Regions from separate parts of the Rattus norvegicus genome. Here region 1 is linked to region 2. A link is a contact called in public Hi-C data. All regions are on one chromosome and are shown on one strand. Each heading gives the region's core, a stretch centred on a gene start, on an enhancer-like site or on the middle of the called end of the contact. The rest is flanking DNA. Distances are from core to core; before and after follow the strand shown.

Region 1 (2,700 bases), core at 176-2,675, 38 kb before region 2:
TTTTTGCATATGTGCTTTTAGGATAGCATCACAGATTGCATGTGTTCCTCACGTCAACACTTAACACTCATTAAATAATAATGAGGCAGGAGGCCTGGATTTTTTTTTCTTTTTTTTTTTTTTTTTGTTTCTCCAGGGTCTGTTCCTCATTTAAGTGACCTTGGACAAATCCATTTCTTCTCTCATATCTGATTTCCACATTATCTGTTACAGGATAATGTGTAAGACTGCTTTGAGAGGTCTTCAGATTACATACAGTACTGTCCTTCATCTATGAAATTTATCTCCATCAGTACCCTGAGGGATCTTCGTGACTCTTCTACCGAAAGCCTTCACACGGAGTTGTCGAGCCTGGTCAATACCTAATCTGGGGATGGTTCAGATGTTTGTAGGTCACTTAATGAGAACTTAAACTATGCAGTCCGTTGCCCAAGCTACTGAGCACTAGGAAAGCGGGAAACAGCAAGCCCTACACCAGCTTTTCCTTCTACCTGCCGTTTCAGCCTCTGGTAGCTGACAACATTAGACTAATATGTCACGAGATTTCTACAGCGATCCTCCAACAGTGAAGGGGTTGAAAGGCCCACTCTTGGTTTATACAGCTACAGCTGTGTTGCACATTGTTTCAAAGGCTTACAAAACACAGCCATCTTGCACCAAGAACCGCGGCCTAGGGAGAGGGTGAGCCCTGTCCCTCCTCCCCGGTGCCACCACCTGCGACCCGCTGGCAGTCTCCGCACTGCCCCGCAGGCAGCACCTGGCTGCCCCGCCACTCTCGGGCTGGACTCCCGGACCAACTTGTCCTCAGGCGACTTGGCCCGACCCTCCGGACAGGCCCGCGCTCAGCAGGGAGCAAAGGCGGGAAGAGGCCCGCGGGCCCCCGCCCCTGCCGCGCCGCGCGGTCCGAAAGTGGGCGCCGCGGGACTGGGGTTCCACTTGCCAGCTTCCTGCTTGGGCGCGTTTTCAACTGGGGCGCGGCGACCTCACGGTCCCGGCCTCCTCCCCGCCCCCACACGGGCCGAGCGCCTCGGGGGCGCGCGCGGGGGCGGCGCCCCTCCCCCCGCAGGCCGGGCGCTGGTCCGCAGCCTGCGCCGCCCTCCCCTCCCCCACTCCCCTCTGTGCACCCCAAAGCTGGGCTTCGGGGGCCCACTGTGACGCCTGCGCCCGGCAGGGAAGGAGTGCGGGCGGGGGAACAGACTAGGGCGGACGGCATCTCGGCGGGCCCCGCGGCCCCTCGGCGTGTCTTTTGTGTTTGTACACACCGCGAGAGGCGGCGGGAGGAATGGGCGGGCGGCGCGCGGGGGAGGAGCGAGCGCGCGCCAGCGAACGAGCGCGCGGGGGGAGGGGAGGGGCGGGGCGTGCGGGGGCCCTGGGCGGGGCCGAGCCTTCCCTCCATTGTGTGTGATTGGCTGGCGCGCGGCGCGGGGCGGGGCGGCGTGTGTGGGGGAAAGCCTCGGTGTCAGCCATCTTTCAATTGTGTTCGCAGCCTTCGCCGCGCCGCCGCCGCTCTCTAACGCCAGCGCCGCCTCTTGCTTGCTGAGCTCCAGCCGAAGGAGAAGGGGGTAAGTTTCTCCGTCTGCCCGCTTTCCTGGGGCCCGGCCCCGCTCGCCGTCGGCCTCGTAGCGGGCCACGGAGGGCACCCACAGCCCCCCGAGCTCGACCCGCAAACTTTTTGGCGCAGAAATGGAGATATGGGGAGCGAGTTTCCCTTCCGCGGGCGGCGGCGGCGGCGGCTCCCCCGTCTCTCCGTCTCAGCCCAGCAGTGGCACTGCCGCGGCGCCGAGCCTGTCTCCCTCCGGCGCCGCGGGCTCTTTCTTCGGTGAAATCCCGCCCGCCGCCCCTTCCCGGGACCCCAGACCATCACCATGTCCCGCGCGAGCCTCTTAACTGCCGCCTCCGGGTCCCGGGCCCCAGTTTTTCGGGCGCAAAGGGGTAAAATCGTCGCCGCTTTCCACCCCGGGCTAACTCGCTTTTTGCTGCCTCCCCACAGTTGTGCCTGAGCTTCACCATCTTGTCTCTTCTCTGGTCACCGACCATATTTTTCCCCCCGTTTCTCTCTTCCCCATTTTAAAATGGAAGAGAAAAAATTTTAAGAACATTTTTTTGCCTTTTTTGGAGAAAAAGAAACTTGATGCATATGAAATGCAGAAAACAAAAAAAAGAACTTTTGCATTTTTTTGGAGAGCGGCACGTGGCAGAGGATGGGGTATTTTCGAACGATTTGCTGTTTGTCTCTGGAAGGGAATCGGATACGTTTTCCAATTGTTTCCATTTTGTGCTAGTCTTGGGGAGCCGAGTCGCTCGCTGCCAGCGCGGGGTGCGGGGGCCGAGACGGACAGGTCGGGTACCCGGAACCTAGGGACCCAGGGGAGATAGAACCAAAAGTTTATGTGGTGCTGGGTGGGCCGGGCCGCCGGTGTGGAGCGCTAATTAAGCCTGGGTGCGGGGCAGTCGGCTTCCATGTCGAAGCCCGGGAGGGGGACGGGCTTTGTGGAATGCTCGCTGGCGATGGCTGTTGTTCTTGTCTTTTGAGACGCCTTTTTGTCAATTATAAAGAAACAAATCCCAAGAATGTTTTTAGATATTTACATCAACTGCCAAGCGCGAGGGGGGCCGCCAACCCGGCGGGGAGGGGCGCTGAAACCTTTTTCTAAATTTTATTTTGGCTGTAATTTGACTCGACGTTTCTGCGTTTGTGGC
Region 2 (2,700 bases), core at 31-2,530:
TAAAGTAATTACTCTAACGTCACGTACTCCATAAGCAGAGGAGGCTGTGGTGGTTCCTCCAGCTGTTTTCCTCTGTCTGCAGTCTCTGCATGGAGACCTGTCTGACCAGTATTTGCTCGGCACTACCCTTGGATATCCAATGGGTGCATCAAACTCGGCATGTCCAAAACTGCCGTTCTGAATCCCACACCACCGGTGGAACCAGCAAGGCCAGTCTTCATCTTTGTGAGTGAGCCTGAAAGGCTGCCTTGCTCATTCCCAACCACCCAGTCCCAACCCTAAACATGTCTACAAACACAGCTCTGTCGGGCTCTGTCCTCTTACTGCCTCTCCTCCTTGAGCTCTCATGACCATCTGCCCATATTGTCTGTTTCAATTCTGTCTTTTGTTTCAAGTTCCGGGAAAGAGGATTTTTTGTTTGCTTTGTAGCGATAATTTGTTTAAGTCAAGGGCTCGCTACCTGACTGACCTTAACTGTGGGAGATCCTGTTGCCCCGGCCTCCAGAGTGCTGGGATTACAACCTTGTCACCACATCGGCTTCAATAAATATTTTCAATGAATGATGACTTTCAGGTGGGGAAACCCTGAAACCAATCCAGAACATGTGCCCCTGTCCAGAGCTGTGAAAACAGGATTTGGGAACTCCAGCCACTGTACCGGGCACTGGGACCTGACTATCCGCAAGGTGCAGACAGGGACTGATCACACAGCGCCCAAGCGGTTGATGTCCTCTCTCAGCGACTGGGATAGAGAGAGATGGCTTTGGCTACAACTGCTTCTGGGCCAGGTAATCCTGGAGGAAGGAATGACGCGCACCTTTGGGCACCAGCTGCAGTTGTTTGGGTGCTGCTGCTAAATGACCAGAGGTCCCGGAAGCCGATCCGGAGGAGGAGCTACGGCCCGTGCAAACGGGCGCGGTGACCCGGGGTGTGCGAGCCCCCGGGGACAGGCAGTCAGACATCGCGGCTCCTACGCGCCGGACCTAGTTTACAAAGGCGAGCCCGGCCCTGCCCCGCGGCGTCTTGGACCAGTCCCACCGAGTGGGTCCCCAACCAATGAACCCCAGTTCTTCTGAGCCGCGGCTCCATGAGTCCCAAATGTCCCCGGCTCCTGTGGGTTCCAGGCTCTCCGGTCGCTTGCCCCGGCGGACAAGGATGGGTCATCTACTGCGAAGACGAAAATCTTTCCAGGAAGTTTGTACCTATTAATATTGCAGTTCCTGGCAGCGGCTCTCCGCGCCGGAGCGGGGGCGGGGCAGACCTTTTCCAGACGAGTGTCCGCCTCTGGCCGGAGGCAAGGGCCGGAGGGGCAGCTTTCTAGGTCCCTTCGCCCAGGGCAGGGGTAGGACCTGCTCCGATGCTCAAGGCGCCAGAGCCCAGAGGATTGGCCGCGAGTAGCGCGCGGTGTGACCGGGAGGCCAAGACCCAAATCTAGAGCTGGGACGCGGGAGGGGGAAGGGAGAGGAATCCATGAATCGGTTACCAGAGGCCGCTAGGCCGCGCCGCTTTCAAAAAAAAGCGGGCATCCTCCTGTAGTGGGAGACTACGAGCCTCGGGGCCCTGGAGAGGTCGGGACCCTGGTTCTGACCTTGCTGTGGTTACACAGCCGCCGGGAGCTGCAGCAGAAATTTGATGTTCGAAAGCTTGTGGCTTCCTCGCCACCACCTTGCACGACTGTCATTATCTCCAGTCACAGACACAGAAATTAGAGGTCGTTGTGTTGTTACCCGCCGCAAGGCCTGGTGTGCACAACGGGATCTCTTAGAAGGAAGCGCAGCTGTTTTCCTGCAGAAGCGCCCCGGAACCACACGACCTGCCGCTTTCTGGATTTGCAGAAGTTCCTTGGGGCAGAAGTGCCAGATCATTCCTTCTCTCGGTCCACAGATGGTACATAAATCACTTTGCAAAAGAACCTGAATTTGTAACACTTCTGGGTGCTTACGTAGAAAGGCAGTAGCTTAGCCACCCCTGAAGTGTAGGCTTCTGACCTACACCCCCGGACACCTCAAGTGCTAACTGACCAGAGTATTAATTAAAGTCTCTATAGTACGGGTTGGGGTTTTAGCTCAGTGGTAGAGCGCTTGCCTAGCAAGTGCAAGGCCCTGGGTTCGGTCCTCAGCTCCGGAAGAAAAAAAAAGAGTGCTAAGTCTCTATATCACGCTGTCTCTTAGAATTCTAGGGCCTTTGCAGGGCGATCCTCAAGGCAAATCCAAAGTGGAGTTTGAGACCCAACAGTGGTGGTCTCTCCTCTGCCTCCTTGGGATGCCTGGTGCAGAGACCTTGCTGGGGCATTTCAGCCTCTCCCTGGAGACCTCCAGCCCTCCCCAGCTTTCTGCCCAAAACATTTGGCTTCTGTTTTCCCTCCAGAAGGTACCACAAGAGGGAAAAGGTCCTGTGAGGCGAATGCTCTGTCTGGATTCAGCTTGGGTGGATCAAGCAACTCATCGCCTTCCCTTTGGGCTGCAGAAAGCTGCGAGGTAGCCGCGCACAGATCTCTGGAACAAAGATTGGTAGCATCAGCTGTTTTAATGCAGAGTTCGGCACACAATCCTTGCTAAAAATAAATACAAAGGAAACCCCAGAGCAGCTAAGCCTATTTTCATACCTTTTATTTTTTCTTGTTCATGGCTCTTTTGTATTCTTGCTCCTTGGTTGCTGACTTTCTCTCGGGGACCATCCTGAGTGTGCTCATGGCTCTGT

The links. Hi-C and Micro-C count contacts between places; a contact is called where the count stands out from the background.
Region 1: a Hi-C map of liver shows a contact between it and region 2, with 2.1 times the contacts expected there. The contact joins the promoter of H3f3a here to the enhancer-like site in region 2. A contact is called at or near these places in 12 of 12 Hi-C or Micro-C datasets (the A7r5 cell line, the Rat2 cell line, Schwann cells and 7 more) and 1 of 1 datasets of contacts at active chromatin or transcription factors (oligodendrocytes).

Annotation. Positions count from the first base shown.
Region 1 is chr13:95,075,420-95,078,119 of GRCr8, reverse strand. H3f3a (H3.3 histone A) reads left to right here and starts at 1,425. Exons shown (of 4, transcript NM_001402225.1): 1 at 1,425-1,562.
Region 2 is chr13:95,037,196-95,039,895 of GRCr8, reverse strand. LOC102553824 (a long non-coding RNA gene) reads left to right here. Exons shown (of 2, transcript XR_359164.4): 1 at 1-1,887; 2 at 2,368-2,596. Among named protein-coding and RNA genes, the nearest start is that of H3f3a, 38 kb to the left of the region's middle. Within about 2 kb of position 1,280, at least 37 of the 93 cell types and tissues checked have an H3K27ac peak or open chromatin away from gene starts, as enhancers often do. A contact at or near this core is called in the A7r5 cell line, Schwann cells and liver, where this site is marked.